2 separate regions of the Macaca mulatta genome follow, and region 1 is linked to region 2. The links are chromatin contacts, called in public Hi-C maps. All regions are on one chromosome and are shown on one strand. Each heading gives the region's core, a stretch centred on a gene start, on an enhancer-like site or on the middle of the called end of the contact. The rest is flanking DNA. Distances are from core to core; before and after follow the strand shown. Region 1 holds the start of DESI2 (desumoylating isopeptidase 2). Region 2 holds the start of EFCAB2 (EF-hand calcium binding domain 2).

Region 1 (6,243 bases), core at 945-3,444, 340 kb after region 2:
TATTAAAAGTCTAATAATTCAACTATTTATCATTCCGATAAACATTCATATGCTTCATCTCCTGTTCATAAGCAATATAAAGACATAAATGCAGGAATTAGAAGAGAAGATAGTGAATAAGATTTTGGTTGACAAATTCTAGATTATATTTTTAGTTGTTTGGGCAGATCACTTACTCTCTTCCCCGTCTGCTTCATTCTGTAACTACCTATTTTACAAACTTGATGTGAAGAATAAGATCTTGTTAATTAGTCAATATTTTAACATCGTCCAGAACAGTCCTCCCTTTGAAAATACTGAATACCATCTCTAGCTTTTCCCAATCGACCACAATTAGCAAAGATTTTCCTGTATCACAGAATGCCTAAAGTGTAAAGCCCACTATATGCCAAAAAATGCATTTTCATTTTCATATAAAAGGTAAAACTCTCTTCCTCTATTCTCACAAATTCTTCTAGGCTCTGAAACCACGGCTTCTGGCCATTGTATCCTAATTTATAAACGGGTTTGTTTAACAATCTAGGAGAAAAGGCACACTGTGCTCTCAAGAGCAGAATATATTCTGAAAGACAGCAATAGCCTTCATGAATAAAAAACAAACCACACTCAGATGGGGGGGGAGTGGTGCACAGAAAAAGTACAAGGGCAGTAAGAACCTTGAAAAATAAAGGCGTTCAGCTGAACACAAAAAGTTTAAGTCTAGAGAATTATTTCTCAACAGTGACACAGGCCAAAGAATTTACAAAGTGCCATGCTTTTCTAGGATCTTTTGTTTGGCTTATTCTCTTCAACTTTTTCTGTGCTGTTCCACTTTTCTCAGCATGTGAACTCATCTCATCTCCAAGCTCACATCAGAATTCAACAGAGGACTCATCTCAAGTGGCAGGCAGTTCCTACACCCTTCTGACACAATTCCCAGATATGGCCTGAGGAATCCCTTTCTACCCAAGATATAACACTGTAAATGTAGAAACTTATAAATAATACAAGGGAATACAAAGTTTAGAACTGTGTAAGACTCCTGGCCTGTAGTCCTTCTGCTCTCCCGCATCTTTAAGCCAACAAAAACCACGATGGGCAATTTTTCATTTGTCAGTCAACTTACAAGGAATTTTAAGCATTGCAGTCAGAGGTAATCCATTCGACAGAACAAAAACCCATCAACCCAAAGCAAGCAAACGCACCCAGGCATACATCTAACTGCAACGACAACTCTCCACCGGGTGCTTTTTCTGGGGTAATTTCAACTGCAAAAATCAGGCAAACCAGTTCTTGGGCTCGATTCTGCGTGCCTGCCAGACTCCAAAGTTACATGACACAACAAACAACTTCTTCCCTTCCCTCTCCTGTGGTCACGTCACCTGTTGCATCACCGGGAAAGTGGTCTTCAGGGTGTGGGAAAGGAGCACCACCAGGATCTCTGAATCATTCAGCTGGGCTATTTTCTTGAGAAATGTTAGCCTCATTCATATTTTAACGCGGTTGCCTTGAACACACAAGGCAAGGGTGTGTTGGCTCCTGTTCACCTTTGAAGAGATTCTAGCACAGGCACCCGAAAGCTGTGACTTTCTGGACTTGGAGGGGCTTGGGAGTTTTTCAAGACTAAGCCACGGAGAGAGATGCACAGCTCGGCAGAAGCAGAGGAGCTGGGAGCGCAGGCGGTCGGGACGGGGGTCCCGGGGCAGCCCCGGGGGCCGGCAAGTGGGGTTGGACACGCAACGGAAGCTTTGCCGAAAGGACACTGCTCGTGGGCCAAGGGGTCGGGCCCAGAGCCAGGGTCGCGGCCAACCGGAGCGGCTGGGAGAGGTTCCAGCCCACCTGAGCACCGGCCAAAGCCTCGGGCTGACTGGGTTCACCGGAGCGTCGACGAGTGCGAGGATTAAAAATGAACCACACTCCCTCCTTTACCCCCGGCTTCCCCCGAGAACTAGGCTGGAGGCGGAGACGCGAGGCAGGAAGCGCCTGGGGCCGGGGTCCGAGCCCGACCGGCGAGAGGAAGCCGGCCTGGGCCAGGGCTCGGGGCCGCCAGGGGCCGCACTCACCATGTCGTACACGTTGAGCACCACTAACTGGTTAGCCCCCATCCTCCTCCCCGCGGCCGCCGCCTCGTCCTCAAGCCGCTCCGTCTCCGCGGGGCCGGAGGCCGCTCTCACCCCCGCGGGCGCTTCAGGGGGCCCGAGCCGGGCACTAAGCGCACAGCCCGGCCCGCGGCAGCCGGGGCGGAAGCATCGGGCAGCCGAGCCGCTCCCGGGCGCCGCCGACAGGAGCCTCTGTGCGGACGGGGCCGGACCGTTGGCGGCCCGCTCCGGATGAGGCACCTCCCCTAGGCGGCAGACACGTGGGGAAAGGCGGGGCTTGAGCAAGGGGCGGGCGCCAGGCGCCCCGGGGGCGGGGCCGGCCCGGCGCCGGGACTGAGCCCGCCTGCGCTCTGGCTCCCGGCCGCCGCACCTCGGGACCTAAAATGGCGGCAGCTTCGGCGCCTCCGCGTTCTGGAGGCACGGGGCCACAGGAACACTACAGTTCCCAGCATGCAGTGAGGATTCCCCCTCGCTACTATAAGCGCAGAGGCGGAGTCTCAACAGTCCTTCGACTACAACTCCCTGCATGCCGCGGGGGCCCCGGTCCTACCAGACCAGGCCTCCCTGGGAGACTACTGCTCCCAGCATGCAGTGCTTTGGAGCTGCGGCCGATACCTTGCGGTCCGCGGGCGGTGAAGTCTTCTACTTTCATTCACCCTCTCATCGCCGGTGCTGCTGCTGTTAGTAGTTCATGTCGCGTTGAGCTCGATGAAGCCAACGAAATGTGGCAAAAGACCAGAGTGATGACCCTAAGTTTTCCAAATCCCTCCTCACTTTTTCTTTGGCAAAGGGAGGGGTGGGGAAACAGGAAGACGAGTTACTGGTGTGGGATGAGGTGTAACGTGCATCCAGTTAATCCTCAGTGTGGAATTTACGTTTTGTGAAACTATCCTGCTGATATGAGAAGGGTCCAGTAACCATAGCTTAGCACAATCCTGGGACGTAGTATGCAGCTCTGCATTAATTTAACAAATATTTGTTGTGTGCTTCCTATGTGCCAGGCAGTGTTGTAGGCCCTCGGGAATATTGTGATAAACAGGAACAGGGACAAACAAATTATCACTGGTATGTGCTTTGCAGAAAATTTAAATAAGGTGAAGTCATTGAGAGTAATCTTAAATTGGCTGCACGGGGAAGATCGCTGTAATGAGATGAGTTTTAAGCTGAACTATGAATGACAAAGCCAGCCCCGCAAATATGAGGGGGAGGAGTATTTCAGTCAAAGGGAACAAATGCAAAGATCTGAGGCATGAAGGAGTTGTCTGTATTCAAGGAAACAAAAGATCACTGTTGCTGGGACACAATAGGCAAGGACACGATGGTGTTAGATGAGCTGGGCAGGTAGGCAGAAGCCAGAGCTCGGAAGGATTTTAAAATTCATAACAGGGGTTGTATTTTGAATGAAGCCATAAGTTTGGACCAGGGAGTGAAATGATTGTGCGTGTGTTTAAAAATGATTACTTGGGTTGCTGTGTGGAAAATGGATTTCAGAGAGGCAAAGGAGGTGGAAACAGGAAGATGAGTGTGGCAGATTATCAAAATAGCCACAAATTATTTCCAGTCTCCCAAATTGTACTCTTTGGTGGTGTCTCCCCCCACTGACTGCACTGGACTGTGACTTGCTTTGGACATGGGACATTAACAGCATGCTAGCAGAGGCTTAAAAAACACTTGTGAGTTGGGACTTGCCCTCTTGCTGAACTTGGGAGTCCTGTGGCCACCATCTTAGGAATGAGTGTAGGCTAGCCTGATGGATGATGAGGGACACATGGTCAAGTCATGGCCCACATCCAGCTGACATCCAACCAACTGCGAACATGTGAAGCTCTCCTGGGCTATCCTTCCCTGGCCACAACCACATTGATGTGAGAAATAATGTTTTTAGCCACAAAGTTTTGGGGGTAGTTATGTGGCGAAAGTTAATTGAGTCAACCAATTGGATGCTATTCCAGAAGTGCATGCCAGAAATGGCTTCGTTGTTGCTGATAGTGGTGGAGACCGAAATAATTAGAGTTTAAATATTTTGGAGTAAAGTCTGTGGAACTTGCTAATGAGTTAGATGTTGAGTTGGTTAGGGAGAGAGGATTCAAGAAAACTTCTAGATTTTTGACTTGGTCAATTGAGTGGATAGTTCTGGCATTTATAAGATGTGACACATTTTGGGGAGGAGCAGGTTGAGGGGAGGGAAATCAAGAGTTATGGTTTGATCATGCTAAGTTGGAGATGCCTTTTAGACATCCATGACTGCCAAGTAGTAGACATTTGGATAAACTGGAGTCATGGCCATTATAGACTTGGGGCTTGGTTGGATGACCTAGGAATATGTATAGCTAAAAAGAAGTGGGCCAAGAACAAAGCTCTAGGACCCTTCACCATGTAGAGGTCAAGTAAAGGATGAAGAGGAAGCATGGAGGCAGGAGGAAAATCAGAAAGAACATGATAACATTGATGTCAAGACTATTGGACTCAGCAATATAGAGATCACTGGTCGCTTTGACATGAGCGGTCTCTGGGAGGAGTGAGATTTAAATAACTGCTTTAACAGTTTGAGAAGCAAATGTGATGAAAAAGAGACAACTTAAACTTGGGGCAACAGCTGGATAAGGCTGTGTGGTCAATGGAGGGCATTTTGAAGATGGGAGATGCTGAGGCATACTTGCATGCAAAGAGAGAGAAATTGATAAAGGAGAGGGAAAGATTTGCAAGGACAAAGAAGGGGGAGGGATCCAGGGCACGAGTGTAAGGGTTGCCATTTAGTAGGGGGGATGCTTCATCCATAGTGATGGCGTAGAAGGCAGGTGCAGGTGCATAGTTATGGCACAGAAGACAAGGAGACAGGCGGGTTAGAAATACGGGAGTGTAGGAAATGAGAGTGTTCTTTCCTGGTTTACTTTGATTTTCTCAATGAATTATGAGGCAAGAATATCATCAAAGAGTAAGACGTGAGGAGAGGGGCATAGGGAGTTTGGAGAGAGAGAAGGTGATGTAAAAATAGAGCAAATAAGTAAACTTGGAAAATGCGGTTTTGTCAGGTGGTGTTGGGGAACAGTAAATGCTGTGCACAACATTGTTATTTGGCTGTCCTCTGGAAGGTTGTTGACAAAGTTCTAAAATCTCTTTTTGGTATATCAGCTGCCTTGCTTCTCTTTCCTAGCGTGGCGTTCCTCCCCACCTTAAGCAATTACACAAACTATGTAATCATCTGCTAAGTCCTTTTTCCTGTGAAAGGTGGGGAAAAGGCACTATGCATTTGCACCTTATTTAGTCCTGGCTGCAGTCCCCGGAGGGCTCAAACTGCAGGTTCACTTTTTAACTTTTACTGTACACACTCCCTTTGCCCTTTGTGATCTCATCCACTCTCAGCTGTAACTGTTGCATGTATGCTGAAGAGCCACATGTCTCCATCGTCAGTGCTCTTCTCTCTCCAGAGTGCCAGGCCAGTATAACCTACAGCCTTTTGGACTTCTCTACCAGGATGTATTGGTTTCCCTTGGCTGCAAATTGCCACAAACTTAGTGGTTTAAAATAACACAAATTTATTTTCTTGTAGTTCTAGAGATCAGAAGTCCAAAATGGGTCTCCCTGGGCTAACATCAAGGGCTGTGTTCCTTCTGGAGACTCTAGGGGACAATCTGCTTCCTTGCTTTCCCAGGTTCTAGAGGCTGCCCTCATTCCTTGGCTCATGGGCCCATCACTCCAGTGCCCCCCGCCATTTCCATCATCATGCCTTCTCTGACTCCCTTGTTTCTCCTTCTTACTTATGAAGAGCCTTGTGATTAGATTGGGCCCACCCGATAACTGAGGATTCTCTCTCCATCTCAGGATCCTTAATCATACCTGCTAAGTCCTTTCTTCCTGTAAAAGGCAACAGTCACAGATTCTGGGGATTAGGATGTGAACATCTCTGGGGGGCTGGGATTCTGCCCTACCATACAGGATGGCCCATGGTTACTTTGAATTTATCAGGTACAAAATAGAATTCATCATCTAATGATGGAATAAGTTATACTGCTCATGTAATTCAGGTATTGATCCATCAATAATGAATCATCCATCCTTCATTCATTGAACAAATGTTAAATGAGTACTTTTGATGTGTCAGCCTCTGCTTATCACTAATTCATCTGCGATAGAACAGATAGATCCTACCTTCATAAAGCTTAGA
Region 2 (6,244 bases), core at 1,019-3,518:
GGTAAATAAAAATAAGCCATCAATTTTTCAGGGAAAGTTTTAAAACCACCCTTTTCTTTGTATGCAAGGGCACCTTTGTAAAGTAATACCTATAAAATAATCCTGGCTTCTCGGATTAATATTATATAAAAATCACAGTATCCTTGTTATCAATAGGTAGACCGTTGGCACAGTTTCATGTGTGTCTTCGCCGATTTTCTGTGATCACCGGAACAAGTGACTAAATATCTCAGGATTCGTTTCTTCCCTTGTAAATATTAGCTGTTAACCTGACCACACTTGGTTCTGTGCAGAGAAAAATGGTTTGAGGGGGTGTTTTGAGCACTCCAGAAAGAAAACAAAGGAGGAATATTTTCACTTCCTACTTGTTTACCTTTACTGTTTTATGGCTTTTTGGATATTTTTGGGTAACACAATTATTTTTGAGTACCTAAGGGCATGGTAACCAAGGATCGGGTTTTAATCCTACCATTAATCACACCATGAATTGAAAACAACATGAAAGGTCTTGCAAATAAACGTAATCACTTTTTGGCGTCTCCGCACAGGCAACACACCGATGCCTCTGATCTGGCGACCTTAAGCCTCGAAGCGCAGTCCCGCCTCTGCAGGCGGCCACCGCGCGGGGCTGGGTGGTCCCCCGGGGACCGCGAGCGGTTCCAAGGTCTCCGCCAGATTTTGGTTTTCATCTTTATTAAAACTGCTGTTTAGGTGTGTGTCTTTTTTTTCTTTTTTTTTTTTTTAAGACAAGACAACAGGCCAGTTGCGCGACGCAAGCCGGCCGCGGGGCAGGCATTTCGGAGCACCGGGAAGCTCGGAGGCAGCGGCGGTGACCTCCAGACCGTCCTCCTGCGTCCTCATTAAGGAGGCAAAATGGTGGCCGCGAACGCCATCAGGCTGCGCCAGGGCGGGGTTTCGGCGCCAACACAGAGGATCCCGCCAGATTCTGGCGGCCAGAACTCCTCCTCACCCAGGCCACCCCCCGGGGCCCACAGCCTGGACCGCTACGGGCGTGGCACCTGCGGCACCGAGACCCCCGGCGAGGGTGTGGAGGCGGCGACGACTTCCCCGCGACAGTGAACAACGACGCCATTATCAGCACCCCCTGCCGGCGCCTCCGGCGCAGCCCGCGCAGGAGCCGAGGCCCGGCCTCCGAGGGAGGGGGAAGGAGGACGCGGCGGGAGGAGAGGAAGAGGGGGAGGAGGGCGAGAGGAGGGGAGAGAGAACAGGGCGGGAGGAGGGAGGAGACGGCGGGAGGAGGGAGAAGAAGGCGGGAGGAGGGAGAAGAAGGCGGGAGGAGGGGAGACAGGCGGGGCGGGGCGGAGCGGCAGGCCGGGCTGGCTGCGGGGACGGGGGCAGGGCGGCGGCGGCTGCTGCTGCTGCGGGATGGCCCCCTCCTCGGGCCACCCTCTCCCTGCGGCTGGGGACTCCAGATGGACGAGGGCCCACCCCACCCGGCGCTTCCCCGTGCGACCCGGTGTCGCGGCGGGCGGCGAGGCCAGCGGCTCCCCGTCGCCCCTACCTTACCTTCCCTGTCTTTCTCGTCCGCCATCTTGCTGCGGAGCCGGTCGCCTGGGAGATGCCTAACGATAACCTCGGCCGCGGTGTCCCGGCCTGCTCAGCGCCCCGCGGCGAGCCTGGCTTGGAGGAGGGGCCGCTCCGAATTCTGGGGGAGGAAGACCCTTGGGCGGGGCGGGGCGGGGAGAAGGCTCCGAGCGCGCGCCGCGTCCCCGCTTCCCGCCACGACCCTCGCGCTGGGGGAAGACCAGAAGCCGCGTCTGCCACCCGGCCCCCAACCTTGTCCCTGCAGACCCGAGGCCGGGGCCCGACTAGTCGCGGGCCTAGCAGTGTTACTTCATCACACGCTCCCCAGCCCCCCTTCCCTTATTTCTCATCCATTTGGGGACAGCACGCGCGCGCACACACCCTCGCCCCTCCTGTCCTGTTTGTGCGACGTGGCGTTGCTCGATTTTTGTTGTGAACTGCAGATTTTGAAAAGCGCCGGAGAGCTAGGTGAAGAGCTGGGCTCCCGAGGGGGTGACAGAACCAGCCCGCGGCCCGACCTCCTCCTCCCGCTTCCCATCGGCCCGGCTGCTGCAGAACGGCCGCGCCTGCCCTCCCGGTTTCTCCCGTCCAGTCCTCACCGTCCTTTCCCAGAGAAAGCGGCAGCACAGCCTATGACAACTAAGCTGAAACGGAAAAACTGGGCCGGGCGCAAGAGGAAACCAGAGCCATTCGACTATTATTACTAGAGGAGAGGAATAGCTGTAGAAAAACATGCGCAAAATAGGCACAAACATTGCGTCGTCAAGGCTGCAATGTCTCATACAAAATAGAAGGTTCTCATAGCAACAAAAACGTGCCCATGTTGTGCTCAGTGTTAACATGCGTTAAAATGTTCTTAGTTGTGAAATTTGACATGACCGCTGGTTAAAGTTACAATGGAAGTTTTAAATCCTGCTTTCCGGAAACTTTGCAGCCATAGCATGAGGTTAAATTTTTCTTATTTTCAGGACAAGTTTACTTATACTGGAATATAGTAAAGCTCTTTTTATAAAGAGCTTTGAATAAAATACCTAACGATGTGGTTCAAACGAACACATTTTCAAAACTAATTTTAAATGGTATTTCAGTGCATATGTTATGTAAAAGCAATTTATAAACTAAATTAAATTTTAAGAGCCTTCAAAATACAAAGTACTCGTATTTAATGACTTAACAGTTTTAATGCTTTTATTCTGTTTCTATAATCTCTCAGGAAATCCTGACTATATTTTTATTAAAATAACTTTTTCTGTAGAAGATACCCATTTGGTGCTGTGATCAGCATTCTGCCTGAAATTGAATATAAACAACTGAATCATTACAAAATGGCTCATGTTAGAAGATACTTAAAACGAATACAATCTTGTACAGTAAATTTTTAACACCCCAAAATAACGAAAAGTAATTATTAGCATTCATTTATATCTACATCTCAGTCAATATGATCTAAATATTTGTGTTTAAAGCCTCCCCCTCTCCATATAGATAATGAAGGGCTTTGAAATAAGTGTAGGAAACCCTAAGTTTGGTCTCAGGCTTGCTATTCATTCACTATGCTTTTTCGTCTGCTGTTTACAGTTTCCTTTTTCTGGAGCGTCTTTCTCTGCTCTCTCCCCCGCCATCATTTCAGCTTCCCACAAACACACATTTGTCCCCTCCTGGTTGTCATGCAGGATGACTGTCTTTGTTTTTGTTTTTGTCTTTTGTTTTTCGAGACAGGGTCTCGCTCTGTCCTCCGGGATGGAGTGCAGTGGTGCGATCTCTGCTCACAGCAGCTTCCGCCTCCCGGTCTCAAGTGACCCTCCCACCTCAACCTCCCAAGTAGCTGGGAGGAGAGGCTTGCGCCACCATGTCTGCTAGTTTTTGTATTTTTTGTAGAGACAGTGTTTCCCCCTGTTGCCCAGGCTGCTCTCAAACTCCTGAGCTCAAGCGATCTGCCGCCTGCCTCGGCCTCCCAAAGTTCTGGGATTGCAGGTGTGAGCCACCGTGCCTGGCCAGGATGACCTTCTCGAAGTCACCTACTAATTGAAGCTCTCCCTCTCAGCCTTTTCCTCTATGGCCCCATACTCATAGAGCCTCCCACATTGATTTGCAATGCTTTCTTTTTTTTTTTTTTTTTTTTTTTTTTGAGACGGAGTCTCGCTCTGTCACCCAGGCTGGAGTTCAGTGGCCGGATCTCAGCTCACTGCAAGCTCCGCCTCCCGGGTTCCCGCCATTCTCCTGCCTCAGCCTCCCGAGTAGCTGGGACTACAGGCGCCCGCCACCTCGCCCGGCTAGCTTTTTGTATTTTTTAGTAGAGACGGGGTTTCACCATGTTAGCCAGGATGGTCTCGATCTCCTGACCTCGTGATCCGCCCGTCTCGGCCTCCCAAAGTGCTGGGATTACAGGCTTGAGCCACCGCGCCCAGCCTGATTTGCAATGCTTTCGTTCGTTCACTTGTTTCCACCTGCCAAACAGTAAGGTCTTGAAGACAGAAACAGCATTATTCATTCATATATCCCCAGTATCTAGTACAGTTTTTCTGTTTGGTAATATATGTCTTAAAAATTAAGATAGGAATAAGTCTTCTCAATGACTTTTTTTCAAAAAAGACCCAGATTCAGCACGTACTGTGTGTAAGACAGACCTTCCTTTTACATTACGTTTTCTCATCAGTAAAAGTACTGGGCCAGGTGTGGTGGCTCAGGCATAATCTCAGCACTTGGGGAGGCCCAAGCGGGTGGATCACTTCAGGTCATGAGTTCAAGACCAGCCTGGCCCACATGGTAAGACCCCACCTCTATTAAAAATAGAAAAATTAGCCAGGTGTGGTGGCTCACACCTGTAATCCCAGCTACTGGGGAGGCTGAGGCAGAAGAATCGCTTGAACCCGGGAGGCAGAGGTTGCAGTGAGCCGAGATTCACCGCTGCACTCCAGCCCACATGACAGAGCAAGACTCCATCTCAAAAAAAAAAGTACCAGTATTTCATGTCAATAAAATAGAATTCTTATATAAACATATATAAATTAAAAATTATTTTGAGTTGAACAGATTTCTCTGTAAACCCCCCTGTATTTTTATATTTTTAAAACTAACTGTATTCAGCAAAGCTTTTTATTATGTAATTATTCCAAAACACATTAATCATTATTTCTCTGAACTCCTACAGCACATTTAAAACAGTACTGTTTCTCTAGGTGTGGGTGAGTAAAAAAATATTTAATATATGTTAATTAACTCCCCCATCCCCTGACCCTGCCAAGGTTTGAATAGGAGCCTACACCTTTATAAACTCTTTATATACCCACACTACCTAGCCTAATCAGGACACATATTAGTTGCTTCATACATACTTTTCAACTGCCTAATTTGCTGATTAGACATAAAAGTATATAATTCTAGAAAAGTTTCCACAAGGTGAAAATGATTATCCAAATAAAAAAGGCCCACAATGCCAGTGAGTACATTATCTGCATTATGCTAATATTTGCCTCCTTTCAACTCTGTTTGATTGTAGAAAACTGACAGATGATTATATTACACTTTTAACTCTTTAAATATTACTAGCTTGCTTTGGACTGTGGAAAACTAACTACAATCATTTTTATTCCTTAGAATATATTTTGCGGATGGGCACTGTGACTCACGCCTGTATACCTAGCACTTTGGGAGGCCGAGGTGGGCGGATCACGAGGTCAGGAGATCGAGACCATCCTGGCCAATATGGTGAAACCCCGTCTCTACTAAAATACAAAAAAAATTAGCCGGGCGAGGTGGCGGGCGCCTGTAGTCCCAGCTACTCGGGAGGCTGAGGCAGGAGAATGGCGGGAACCCGGGAGGCGGAGCTTGCAGTGAGCCGAGATCGCGCCACTGCACTCCAGCCTGGGCGACAGAGCGAGACTCCGTCTCAAAAAAAAAAAATACAAAAATTAGGTGGACGTGGTGTCGGGCGCCTGTAGTCCCAGCTACTCGGGAGGCTGAGGCAGGAGAATGGCTTGAACCCGGGAGGCAGAGGTTGCAGTGAGCCGAGATCGCGGCATTGCACTCCAGCCTGGGCGACAGAACAGGGACTTAAAAAAATAAATAAATAAAAAATAAATAAAATATATATATATATGTATATATATGTGTGTGTGTGTATATAGCTTCTGAGCTGTAGCTTGAGTAACTTTTAATATTGTATGCCGCCAAAGCATTTTTTCAGTTAAACATCTCATAATGATTTTCAGAAATTTAGAATCAGAAAATCATTTTTGATCCCACTCATGGATATATAAACTTAGGGCTAAATCAGAAAAGCAAGCACATAGTTTTAGACAATCACACTTATTTGATGCATTACTCCATGGAGTCAGATGGATACTTACAGGTTATGTCCTTTTGCATGCTTAAATTGATAGTGAGTTAAATCTGTTCGGACAGCCATCAGTGATGTGCCCATGAGGAACAGAGAAAATGTTTCTTTTGAATGCAGTTGACTCAGTTACCTAAGATGTGAGTGAAGTGGGAAGGGTAAGTGGTGTGAATAATGCAAAATGATAGTTTAAAAATCCTTCATGCCATGCTTACTTTCCTAATATGGAGATCATTGAAATCTTGGACTGCGAATAATTTTTTTTTAATGGATTTTCCTTGGGCATTGCCATTTACTAATCTCATGATCCTGGGCAAGCCATGTAATCTCTTTAAAACTTAGTTAACTCATAAAAATAGAAAT

What was found. A called contact is a pair of places that touch in the nucleus more often than the background predicts.
Region 1: a Hi-C map of fetal cortex germinal zone shows a contact between it and region 2, with 2.2 times the contacts expected there. The contact joins the promoter of DESI2 here to the promoter of EFCAB2 in region 2. A contact is called at or near these places in 3 of 14 Hi-C or Micro-C datasets (blood, cortical neurons and fetal cortex germinal zone).

The regions. Positions count from the first base shown.
Region 1 is chr1:4,474,716-4,480,958 of T2T-MMU8v2.0, forward strand. It overlaps DESI2 (desumoylating isopeptidase 2), which reads right to left and starts at 2,195. Exons shown (of 5, transcript NM_001257794.1): 1 at 2,043-2,195. The coding sequence starts at 2,084.
Region 2 is chr1:4,138,060-4,144,303 of T2T-MMU8v2.0, forward strand. EFCAB2 (EF-hand calcium binding domain 2) reads right to left here and starts at 2,269. Exons shown (of 6, transcript XM_077998155.1): 1 at 2,145-2,269.